Regions from separate parts of the Triticum aestivum genome. Here region 2 is linked to region 1. Evidence: chromatin contacts called from public HiCAR-type data. All regions are on one chromosome and are shown on one strand. Each heading gives the region's core, a stretch centred on a gene start, on an enhancer-like site or on the middle of the called end of the contact. The rest is flanking DNA. Distances are from core to core; before and after follow the strand shown.

Region 1 (5,576 bases), core at 651-3,150:
AAGTTTGAGCTATCTTTTTTCCAGGATGCCGCATTGCTCCCTGAGCCACCAGAGCCTCTTCCCCAGCCATATAGCCTCCTTTCCCCTGAACCATGAGAACCATGATTCCCTCTACCTTCGCCTATGCTCTTTCTGTCAGTGTTACCCCATATATCTTGCCATTTCCCTCTTCCTCCGCCCCCTCTTCTATAGCTTTCCTCAGCCCTCATCCATGGGTCATATTGCGATGCGTCACCTCTAATAGGCTTCCTCCTGCACTCCTTCTCACCATCCCCGATCACACCACAAGAATAGCAAAAGTCGAGCATGTGCTCGTATTCAAAACGACACCGAAGCAAGTCCTTCTTCTTCTTCTTCTTCCTCTTCTTCTTCTCACCTAGCTCCACTATTGTTTCACCTTTATTCTCCTCCCGCCTATTCTCCCTATCCAACACAAAACCCCTCATGAGGGGCTCATTGATATCCAACTTAACCTTCACTCGGAGGTACTTCCCCATTACCTTGCCCCCATGACCAACATTCACATCCAGAAACTCATGAAAATCAGCACCAATGCTCTCCCAGTGGCTTGTTCATATACCCAAGAGGTAGCCCAAAGACACAGATCCACATGGGAATGAGGTTGAAGTCATATTCATCCACTGTCTTCTCCGGATCAAACTCCTCCATGACGATCAACTCCTTGTCAAACCACCAGGGGCCTTCCTCCAATGCTCTTATCCAGGATGTTTGCCTCTAGCTCTTTGCACTCCAAGCCTTTAATCGGACACCAAATTCTTCCCAAGGTTTTCCCTACTACCCCTGCGTGCGCTGATTTTTCCGAGAACAACTTCTCCACTGCCTGAGGATCATCCGGTGCCCAATCATACGATTACCCCTTCTCTGCCTGCCCTGCCTTCGCACTCCTTTCCACCGCCGAAAACTTCAAACCTCTCATCAGTCCTTCCACATCCTCCATCACTCCTTCACAACCCCGCACACCAAGACAAAGTACCCTAGGGACGAACCGGTGGTGTACGACCGCGGTCCCTAGCTCGCGGAGACTTATGGTGGATGGGACGGAGTGTGGATGAGGTGGTTTGCAGGGAGGCGATCCTGAAAAGTCAGACTGATGCAGATCGATGATCGGCGGCGGTGTCCATGCCAGAAACCCTAGGGAGTCTGGGTTCGCCCCGAGATCGCCACTCCGTGACGTACGCTAACCGTCACCGTAAGGGACGGACCTATTATTGAAGACCTTCTTATGGCTAGGTATGAAATTGGTCTGCCCAAAACATGTTGATTGCTATGAGTATGTGATTCGTGAGTTCCTCTAGCTAATAAGTACTCCCTCCGTTCCTATATAAGTCTTTCTAGAGATTTCAATATGGCTACATACAGATGTATATAAACATAGTTTAGAGTGTAGATTCATTTATTTTGCTCCGTATGTAGTCCATATTAAAATCTCTAAAAAGACTTATATTTAGGAACGGAAGGAGTACATCATGAGCCCTCTCTGCAGTAAAGAATGCGTCGCTTTTCTCGTCCAAGTGAAGAGAGATGTCGTTGTCACTTCGCGTGCCATAATACAAGCCCATTTTTTCGGGTACAAGTACAAACACCTTAACCCAATGATAACTGCTAAACAGCAATACAGACAACGAACTTGCTCTAAGCACAAGATTTCCTTTAATAACAATATAAAATCAACACGAAATCTAATCAGACAAATTCCGTATATCATGCAAGGCAATCTGGTAATAACTGAGCGATTAGCTGTTCGCCCCGTCGTCCCGTGTGCCGCCGTCGCTGACGCAGTGCGCGGACAAAACCGCACTCTCTCACGCTCACTGCTACGACTACTCGCGCCCCAGCTCCAGTCCCACTCCCACACCCACGCCACCACCGGCTGCCTAATCTCCTCGGACCCATTTACCCTCCCCCCTCACTCTGCCAGTGCTCAGTGCTCTCAGCTCTGCTCACCACCACCACCACCACCACAGTGACCACACCACACCACACCCAGTGCCGCTTCTTCCCACTCCCTGCTCACATCCTCCATCTCCCCCACCGCTAATCGTCGGCACCTCTGTTCCCTGAGCTCCTCTTCCTCCTCGAGTCCAGACCCACCAATCTCAACCCAACCGCGGCTCTACCGCCCGCCGCCGCGCCGTAGCAGCTTAGCGTCGCCGCCGCTCTCCTCGCCGCAAGATCGCGCTCCTGCTGTCTCCGCCCCGCTGAGGGTTTGAGGTACGGGCTCATTCCCATCCAGTGATGCTCTTAGTTAAACCCCACCGAGCTCCAGGATTTCTGCTCCGGGCGTGCCGCTCACGCCATCTAGATCCGCTACTGGTTCCCGATTTGAGAAACGAGCCCGCCTAATGCTTCCGTCCTGTAGATTTATTTTCTTGGATTTGGGGAATCTCGAAGTCAGATGCTCGAAGGCAGCTAGTTCAGTTAGCCTGAAAGGATTATTTTTTTGCATAAAAAGACTGAAAATGTTGCTTCATTTAGTTCCCATAGCATCTCGAAAAAAAGTTAGTAGCTCCCATATCATGGCCGCCAATTTCGTGCGAAAGCCCCGGACACCGTTATCTCGAAAAGTACTGCATTTGATCTGCTATTTTTTCTCCGCCGTTCAAGGCTTAAGATTTCTCTGAGCGCGTCTTTAGTTTGTTACTACTATATGATTATTGCTGATTTGTTTTGCTTTTCACCATTGCAGGGTTGGTTGGTTGGGTTCTCTCCGATTGTAAAGATGCATACCGTATTTCCTCATTCATGACCTCTGGAATATGCTCTAGTCACCCTTGTATGCTCCACCAGGTGGTGACAAATGGGCTATTTTCTCAGAAAACAGCCCGGTTTCCTCTTTATTCTGATCATCCTGCACTTTGGGGGCCGTGCAGCAAGAGCGCTAAGTTCAGACGGTATGTGATGATGGTTGTGGCTGCTCACGGGCCATTTGATTTGTTTTTTCTGCTTATCCAATACTGATCATGCACGAACTGTTTCATACAGGTGAAGCACTTCTCGCCTTTAAGAAGGCAATCACAAATTCAGATGGGGTCTTTCTAAGTTGGCACGAACAAGACGCGGATCCCTGCAAATGGAAGGGTGTTAAATGCGATGGTCACAGCAAGAGAGTGATTTATCTGTAAGAAACAAAAAACCACTCTGCATATTAACTCTGCTTACTGTCATTTGCTCAACTTCTTAACCTATCCACTCACTGTTTTGCTTCACTGTTTTGCTTCAGTTATTTGGTGTTCATATTTTGGACACCATGTCCTAGTTTCAATTCATATTCAGTATTTTGAGTCGCATTATCATAAGGTCACTCACTGCCTTCCATTTAGGATTCTCCCATATCACAAGTTAGTCGGGCCCATACCACCAGAAGTTGGAAGGCTAAATCAGCTGCAGACTTTGTAAGTGTGTTCACCTTTTCTTTTTTTGCATTTCTTAGCTATTTCCCGCCTTGTATATCAAAGAACTTGGTCTTTGATATAAATGTGGTTTTATGTCATTAGATCACTACAGGGGAACAGTTTGTATGGTTCACTCCCTCCCGAGCTAGGAAATTGTACCAAGTTGCAACAACTGTAAGTTTTATTGTAATTCTGATTGCTACCTATGTTTTTTTTCATCGAATGAAATGTTAGATTCTGCAACGGATAATTAATTAAATGTTAGATGCTGCAACTGATAATTAATGGTCACAAGCTTCTTGTATCTGTGCCAGAGAATTTTTAGCATGTAATTTTTGCTTTTATTTCTTCTGTGAAATCAGGCTCTTATTGCGTATGTTGTGAAATCACTTGCAGGCATCTACAAGGAAATTATATAAGTGGATATATCCCTTCGGAATTTGGTGATCTGGTTGAACTTGAGACGTTGTGAGTCCTCTGGTGTAGTTTTAGCTTCTTTATTAAATTTGATTATTAATTTCGTATCAGATAAATACCTCAGGTTAGACTAATGTTACTACATCTGCCATGTACCATTTTTTACAGTAATGGGTCATATAAGAAGGCTTCAACACAAATTATATGTATTGAAATGTAGATAAATTCACCTTTTGTGTTTATGTTATTTAGATATTCATTCCTATTTCTGAAATATGTTTATTTTATCCAGGGACTTATCCAGCAATACGTTGAAGGGATCAATCCCGCATTCTCTTGATAACCTGACCAAACTTGCATCTTTGTAAGTGCTTTTTTTTTATGTCCATAAGCTGACCAAACCTGTTATGTTAAGCTACTCTCTCCGTCCCAAAATAAGTGTCTCAACTCAACTTTGTACTAACTCTAGTACAAAGTTGTACTAAGGTTGAGACACTTATTTTGGCCCATGAAAAAATAATTATTTTCACATCCTATGCAGCAACGTATCCATGAACTTTCTGACAGGACCGATACCATCAGATGGTTCACTTACCAATTTTAATGAAACTTCGTGAGTTGTCTTCTCTCTTATTTATATCTATCTAACTAAATCTGCATATTCAGTCGAGTAAAGGCGTATGCATTGTGCCATAAGCTGCTCTTTCTTCTACCCATCTGAATTTTCACATGGTAATGCAGCTTTATTGGGAACCGTGATTTATGTGGTAGGCAGATTAATTCAGTGTGCAAAGATGCACTTCAATCACCATCAGATGGCTCTCAGCAGCCTTCCAAAGGTAACAGATATTTGAACATTAGCCTAAATTATTTGCATTATTTGTTGTATGCGTCTAATATTTTTTTTTCACAAGGTCGAATGTGCATTTAGTCATTGACGCCAATAATAGCTAATAGATCCTTTTATTATGGCAATTTTGCATTCTGTAAATTAACTTCTATTTTCAGTTCAACAACGGGCCTCTATATTTTCAGTTCATAATAATTTTGTGTTCTTATGTGTTTTCCTGTTCTATTATGGTAGATGACCCAAATAAAAGGAGTTCCAGAGTTGTTATAAGTGCGGTCGCGACAGTGGGAGCTCTGCTATTGGTGGCTCTGATGTGTTTCTGGGGTTGTTTTCTGTACAAAAATTTCGGGAAGAAAGATATACATGGTTTCAGGGTGGAGCTATGTGGAGGTAACGATGCCATGAGTTATGCGAAGCCAGTAATTCACATGTCATAAAGAACTTTTGTTATAACCTTGCTTATCATTTCAGGCTCTTCTGTTGTGATGTTCCACGGGGACCTCCCTTACTCCACAAAAGATATCCTTAAGAAGTTAGAGATCATGGATGAGGAAAATATCATTGGAGCAGGGGGTTTTGGGACTGTGTACAAACTTGCAATGGATGATGGCAACGTTTTTGCATTGAAAAGGATAGTGAAAACAAATGAAGGGCGTGACAAATTCTTTGATAGAGAACTTGAGATATTGGGAAGTGTTAAGCACCGTAATTTGGTCAATCTCCGTGGCTATTGCAATTCCCCTTCATCGAAACTGTTGATATATGACTACCTTCCAGGTGGAAGCCTGGATGAAGTGCTACATGGTGAGTTCCATATTTTTCTTTTCGCCATACATCTTAATTCTGTTTTCATTGAACTCTTCCAATTATTCATAGTTGCAGTTGTAATATAAACT
Region 2 (6,058 bases), core at 1,939-4,438, 330 kb before region 1:
CTCTATTTGTCTAATCTTTTTCATAATGTAGGGTATCTTTTATTTTTTTGTTCTTCTCAGGTTAATCTATGGTATTTTGGAGAGTTATATGCCACTAAAAAAAAGGGCAACCTGGTGCATGTAGCTCCCGCTTGCGCAGGGTCCAGGGAAGGGTCCGACCACTTTGGGTCTATACTACGCAACCTTTCCCTACATTTCTGTAAGAGGCTGTTTCCAGGACTTGAACCCATGACCTCATGGTCACAAGGCAGCAGCTTTACCACTGCGCCAAGGCTCCCCTTCAGAGTTATATGCCACTAGTTCACGTAAAAATACATAGATCGGTTGAAAAGAAAATTAGTGTTTTTTCGGTATCATGTAAAATGATTGATTATTGTTGTTCATTTATTTTGAATGGAACTATTTGCTCATGTCATGTGTAAGGGGCTGTTTGGATTGCTGCCCACAGCCGCCCGTCCAAAATATTGGTCGTTGACCAGGCTGGTGAGGTCGTTTGGATGAGCGCTGATATTTTGGCTCGCCCAGCCCACCGCAGCGCTACTAGTGTATATCTGCGCCAACTTTTTGGTGAAGCTCGGGCGCCGAAATTGCTCGCCAATTTGTCATCGCAAATATTTTGGGGCTCTGTCAAAAACCAAAAAAAGGGCAAGGGCAGCCCCAGTGCATGTAGCTCCCGCTTGCGCAGGGTCTGGGGAAGGGTCCGACCACTTTGGGTCTATTGTACGCAGCCTTTCCCTAACCAAACAGCCCCAAAATATTTCCTCCATGTTCAGAGTTGCCATCGCAGCTCTAGATTGCCATTTGTCATTCTGTATACTATTTGAGTAGCCTGATTGCGTAACATTGTAGCTTGCATTGCATGAACTCTGCAAGGCTATTGTTCTCGAAAGAAGTTTTGTATCCAGCGGGGCCTGCGTGCTCCCTGACTGAAGAAGGGTTGACACATATTCTTAACTTAATTCATTGTAGTTGTGATGGTGACTGTGGGAGGTCATTCCACCCAACCAAACCTACTGGTGAAGCTTCTCATTGCGACACTCTTGGTCTGAGTGAAGAACAACTGGTGCTAATTCTTTACCAAATTATTCAGTTTTATTCTTGTTTCAGTATGTCCGGTATTGGCATCTAACTTTTCATGCATATCATATTATATAGGAACTACCTGAGTTTCTGTGCGAAAATTGTGCGTCTAAGAAGCACCAGTGCTTTGTTTGCGGAGAGTTGGGATCTTCAGACCAAGGAGGAGGCGAACAGGTGTGTCTGAAAAAACATGTATTTGTACTTTGTATTTTCTGAGATATATTATATTCTGTTTGTGATGGAACTGTTACTTGATTTACTGATTTCTTAATTCTCTATGTCATTGAGAATAATGAGAAAAACAGTAGAGTTCTTTGAAGCTAAAGTATTGTGATTCTGTAGATGTAGGAGCCAATGGAACAACTACTAATGATACTTGATTTTGATTGCATATAGGCTCTAAAATAATATTCAGGATCTTTTTGCATATGCAGTTGCTCGTCAGGATAGATCAGATTCCTTTAATTCTCCAACTTTTTGTTTGCATTTTTGTCAGGTCATCATACAGTGCAATAAAAGGGGCTGTAAGCGCTTTTACCACCCTGAATGTCTTCCACTGGACATCAATAATTTGCCAGGGGATTCATGCCCTATGCATGAATGCTACTCGTGCAAGAAAAAACATGCAACATCAAAGGGTAACAAAACAACAGGAAAAACAAAGGGAAAAGGAACGTGCAGGAAAAAACATGCAACGTTGGAGGGTAATAAAACAATAGGAAAATCAAAGGGAAGGGGAACGTGGGGAATGGACTTGGTGCTATGCAGGCGCTGCCCCAAAGCATTTCATCGGAAGTGCTTGCCAAGGTGTGATTTATGTATCGGATAGCTCGTGTTGATATTGTCTGCTTTGATGTATCTTCTTTTGTTGACCCTTTGTGCTTGTATTGTAGGAAAATCAATGGCGGTGAAGGTGAAATAAAGAGGATATGGGAGACTGCGGGTGGGACTGTGTTCTATTGCAGGTAGCTTTGCCGTCGTCCTTTTGTCATTCTCTGTGTCCTCTGTCTGTTCTACTTTCAGAGTGTGTTACAGGTGCAAAATCTTTGCAGGGATCATGAGATGGTAGAAAATCTCAGAAGTGCAAAGAGGAATCATATTAAGTTTCGAGAAGAAAAACCTAAAGGTGCGACTGAAAACCAAAGTGTTGAGGATGGGAACAAGTGAAGTGTTCCTGTTGCGAAAAATATGGCCGGACCTGTGGTGGCCTCCCTCCATGATTTATCTTCCAACTTGTTGGAGAAAGGAAGCTTGTCTTGGGCTCTTGGAGAATCGCAAAGATAGTGAAGTGAAAACTTTGGTGTCGTCTATGACAGATAACATTATCTGCAGTCTTGCGTCATTCATGTGTTGATGTGTTGATGTGGTTTATGTCCGGTGACCGTGAAACCGCTCTGGTGTGTAGCGTGACATTGTTATTTCGTACATTGCCAGAATTTGGACATTAATCAGGTAGTATGAACCGCCATTAAGACGACGCAGATGTGAGTCGTCATGATAGAAATGTGCTGGCATGTCACCGGCAGGGGTCTTTCCTCCCTTGCCCTTATCTGGTTGGTGCTTCTAATGCTAGTTTCATTTGGTTGCCCCTGGCTTGCTGTGATGATGGATGCAGGTCACACACAGGTGCCAATCTGGGCCAGCTCACCTGAGGGCGACGCTTTGCTGGGCCGCATTGTTTACAGTTGAGCCTATCATTTTTCTGTTTGGCCAGTGCTTTGCTGAATCTGTCATGACCGGGATGGATTGCAACGTGGCGAGTTAAGCGACTGAGAGCTTGCCTCAGGACGCATTCAGTTGAGATGACACGACGGTCTCAAATATTTTACTGGTGAGATGAGATTAGATGACGGGGTAGGCTTGACCTCGCAGAGCCACGCGCCTACGCCGACGCGAGAGCGACCGAGCACAAGAGCGCTTGGCTGGCAGCAGTCAAAAGCCGGCCACCAGCACCATTTCATCCCTGGCGGTGTCGTCAGCGGAATGGCCGGCGTCTTAAACAAACAACGAGCACGATGGCTGGCGACGGCGAGTAGAACAAAATGCAAAGATTTTGTCCGTTGCAGATTAGATAAGCTGCGGGCCGCGGCGAGGATGGCCGCCGCTCGTGCCACCGGCAGGCACCAAGTCCACGCCTCCGCCACTTTCAGTTCATTCGCCCCTACGCTCCCCGTCGCGTCAGGTCGCTCTCTACGCGCGCACCCCCAGTCAGTCCCACCTCCCACGCGCACGGCACGGCGCACCCCCAATGGCGTGGGACTAACGCGCGGCTCGACTCACAATCCCGTCACACGTCCATCGTTCTCGCTTTCTCTGGAAACCGGAACACCCCCCATTTCTACGGTCCAGCTTAGCTGTTCGCTCTACAGTTTGGTCGGCAGTCGTCACCGTCGTCGGCCGGCGCGCTCCGTGCCCGCCGCCGCGGCGGGCGGTTTTGACCTCCCGCCTCGCGCTCGCCTCGGTTGAGGTTGCCAGGCAGTTACTTACCTTACACCACGGCAGCAGCGACTGCCTTCCGCTTCCGCTTCCGCACCAACCCCACCACCACCACCACCACCGTCACCGCCACCACAGCAACCCAACAAACCGCGGAGAGGCGAGGGGCGGTTGCTCTACTGCTGCTCCCTCCCTCCTAGCGCCGCGCTGCTGCTGCTCATCCTAGCAGCCGCCGCCTCCCCTCCCCTTCTAGCGCTTCGCGTCGTGTCGTTTAGCAGTCAGGAGAGTGCTCCACCCTGCTTTCCCCCTCCGGGGTTCGTTATTTCGTGGCTTGCGGCGGCCCCAAATCCTATCTACCGCCGGAGAGGCGCCGTTCGCTTTTGATCGATCCTGTCGGCCGGCGCGGATGGAGGCGCTCAAGAAGCAGGCCAGCAAGCTCCGGGAGCACGTCGCCAAGCAGCAGCAGGTACGGGTTCCCCTCCCAAATTCCACAAATTCAGCCTCCCGCCGATCACCGTGTGGCCGGAATTTCGCCGGAAGTACAGGCGTGGTTCTTCCCCCGGCTATTGCTCCCCCAGTCAATTCCACACAGAGTTAGTTTGAGAATTTTGAGGTTATGGGTAGTGACCACTGTATCGGGAGAACAGAACAGAACAGCAGCCATTGGAAGGGAACGAGTGAATTGCATATCTATTCTTTAGGTTTCTGACACTAATATGGACCTACTCATTTCTTGCACGTTTGACTGTGGATACCCACTTATTCGGAAGCTGAGCCTAATTTTGCTTGGTCCAATCCAATAGAATAGATGGGTTCGAGCATCATATGACATGCTTCTTTGCCTGTTTCATTCTTGAGAGAGTTACATTTACTTTGCAGGCGGTTCGCAAGACGTTCAGCGCACGCCATAATCAAGACACTTCGCTTGTTGATGAAGCTGAACTTGAGTGCCACCAGAATCTCCAGAAGCTTTATAATACCACAAGAGCAGCTAAAGTATGTCTTCCTTCAGTTTGTTACATGTGATAGATAAGAGATTATTTACGGTACATCGTACTACTGAGATTTAGGTGTAGTATTAAGTTAATCCAACGATTGATATGGTTCGCCTAAAAGCTCAGCTTGAGGATAGCTTGGTAATTTCCGACTAGGCTAATATTCTCAGCTTTGGGTTCGGCTCTCGCCCGATCGATTCAATGCCTCCAATTAATCCAGAAGGAACAGGAAAATCAACTGATCACAACCACATGACCTCGCCTCCCTGCGAACGATCCCAATATAGCTCCGCCATATGTGACGATCGCCGCCACACGTGACGAGCGCAGCTGTACGCCCGCTCCTCCCTTGCGCCACCGCTGTCAGGTGAGATGCTGCTGCATGGAAGGTCGATGAGGAGGGCGATGCCGCCAATCGCTGCTCTCGTCTCCCTTTTCAACACCAACAATGATGAAGCATGGAATCCAAGAGCCCATGCAAAACTTTAGCACTAGTCTGGTCATTGATCTTAGCAGTAGCTGGATGATGCATGTTACATGTAGGCTACCACAAAGAGCTTACATGCTATAACATAACGGCATCACATACTCCCTCCGCCCCAAAATTCTTGTCTTACATTTGTCTAAATACGGATGTATCAAGTCACGTTTTAGTATTAGATACATCCGTATCTAGACAAATCTAAGACAAGAATTTTGGGACGGAGGGAGTATTACATAGCGAATTTGGGACACAAATGAATCAGTTCCACTACTGTTTTGTAACTTCAGAGAGAAACAGTGTGTATGACACATTCAATCCATGTCCTGATCCAACCATATAATTACTACTTCCAAGTTCCACAAAAAACTGTTTCGCTCGACGCCAATTCCAAATCCAAGCCTAAACAAGCGTGGACGTCGAACTCAACGGAAGGCAATGACGGTGTGCTTGGCGGCCAGGCGATGGAGAGCAGCATGCTCTCGCGCCCAGACCCGCGTACCCCGCACCCACTATGATTCATCCCCAACCCGATGCGAGCCCACCACCACTCCACCAACAGCACGAACGGCAGCTCCGGCGGCATCCCTCCAGCCGTCGCCCAGCTCGTGGATTACCAGCAGAAGCTGGATGCTGGACTGCCCAAAGTGCCCTCCATGCCTGAATATACTACAAGAATTCTAGTGTAGTATTGTTATTATATCTTAGCCGTTGCATCATAAAAATAAACGGCATAGAATAACTTAATGTACTGTAAAAGGACTCACAGATAACTAGTCTAGCCGATTGTAAAGTGAATTGATTGTGTCTCATTTTGTAGCATTTCCAACGAACCATTGTACGAGGACTGGAGGGTTTTGTTGCTGTTAGCACCAAACAGATGGAGATAGGTAACTTCACATTATTTTTGTTGTTGTTGTTGTTGTTGTATGTGCATATGCTTCTATTTTGAGATGTTGTCAAGCTATAATGTTTCTTCCTGTAGTGAAAAAGCTAGCTGAGGATTGTTGCAAATATGGAAACAACAATCAAAATCTTGGTTTTGTTCTTGGAAAGGCTTCAGTTG

Evidence for each region. HiCAR-type assays count read pairs that join an accessible place to other places.
Region 2: a contact with region 1 is called in a HiCAR-type map of leaf, with 6 times the contacts expected there. The contact joins the promoter of LOC123092643 here to the promoter of LOC123092642 in region 1. A contact is called at or near these places in 5 of 5 Hi-C or Micro-C datasets (leaf, root and an unstated tissue) and 1 of 1 datasets of contacts at active chromatin or transcription factors (leaf).

Annotation. Positions count from the first base shown.
Region 1 is chr4B:449,153,819-449,159,394 of IWGSC CS RefSeq v2.1, reverse strand. It overlaps LOC123092642 (LRR receptor-like serine/threonine-protein kinase FEI 1), which reads left to right and starts at 1,900. Exons shown (of 14, transcript XM_044514453.1): 1 at 1,900-2,232; 2 at 2,708-2,912; 3 at 3,004-3,139; 4 at 3,342-3,413; 5 at 3,516-3,587; 6 at 3,810-3,881; 7 at 4,123-4,194; 8 at 4,372-4,443; 9 at 4,572-4,669; 10 at 4,915-5,070; 11 at 5,152-5,484. The coding sequence starts at 2,819.
Region 2 is chr4B:449,486,760-449,492,817 of IWGSC CS RefSeq v2.1, reverse strand. It overlaps LOC123092643 (SH3 domain-containing protein 2), which reads left to right and starts at 3,188. Exons shown (of 10, transcript XM_044514455.1): 1 at 3,188-3,982; 2 at 4,396-4,512; 3 at 5,813-5,882; 4 at 5,978-6,058. The coding sequence starts at 3,923. LOC123092644 (protein ENHANCED DOWNY MILDEW 2) reads left to right here. Exons shown (of 10, transcript XM_044514456.1): 6 at 970-1,063; 7 at 1,156-1,254; 8 at 1,577-1,887; 9 at 1,974-2,045; 10 at 2,133-2,648. The coding sequence ends at 2,247.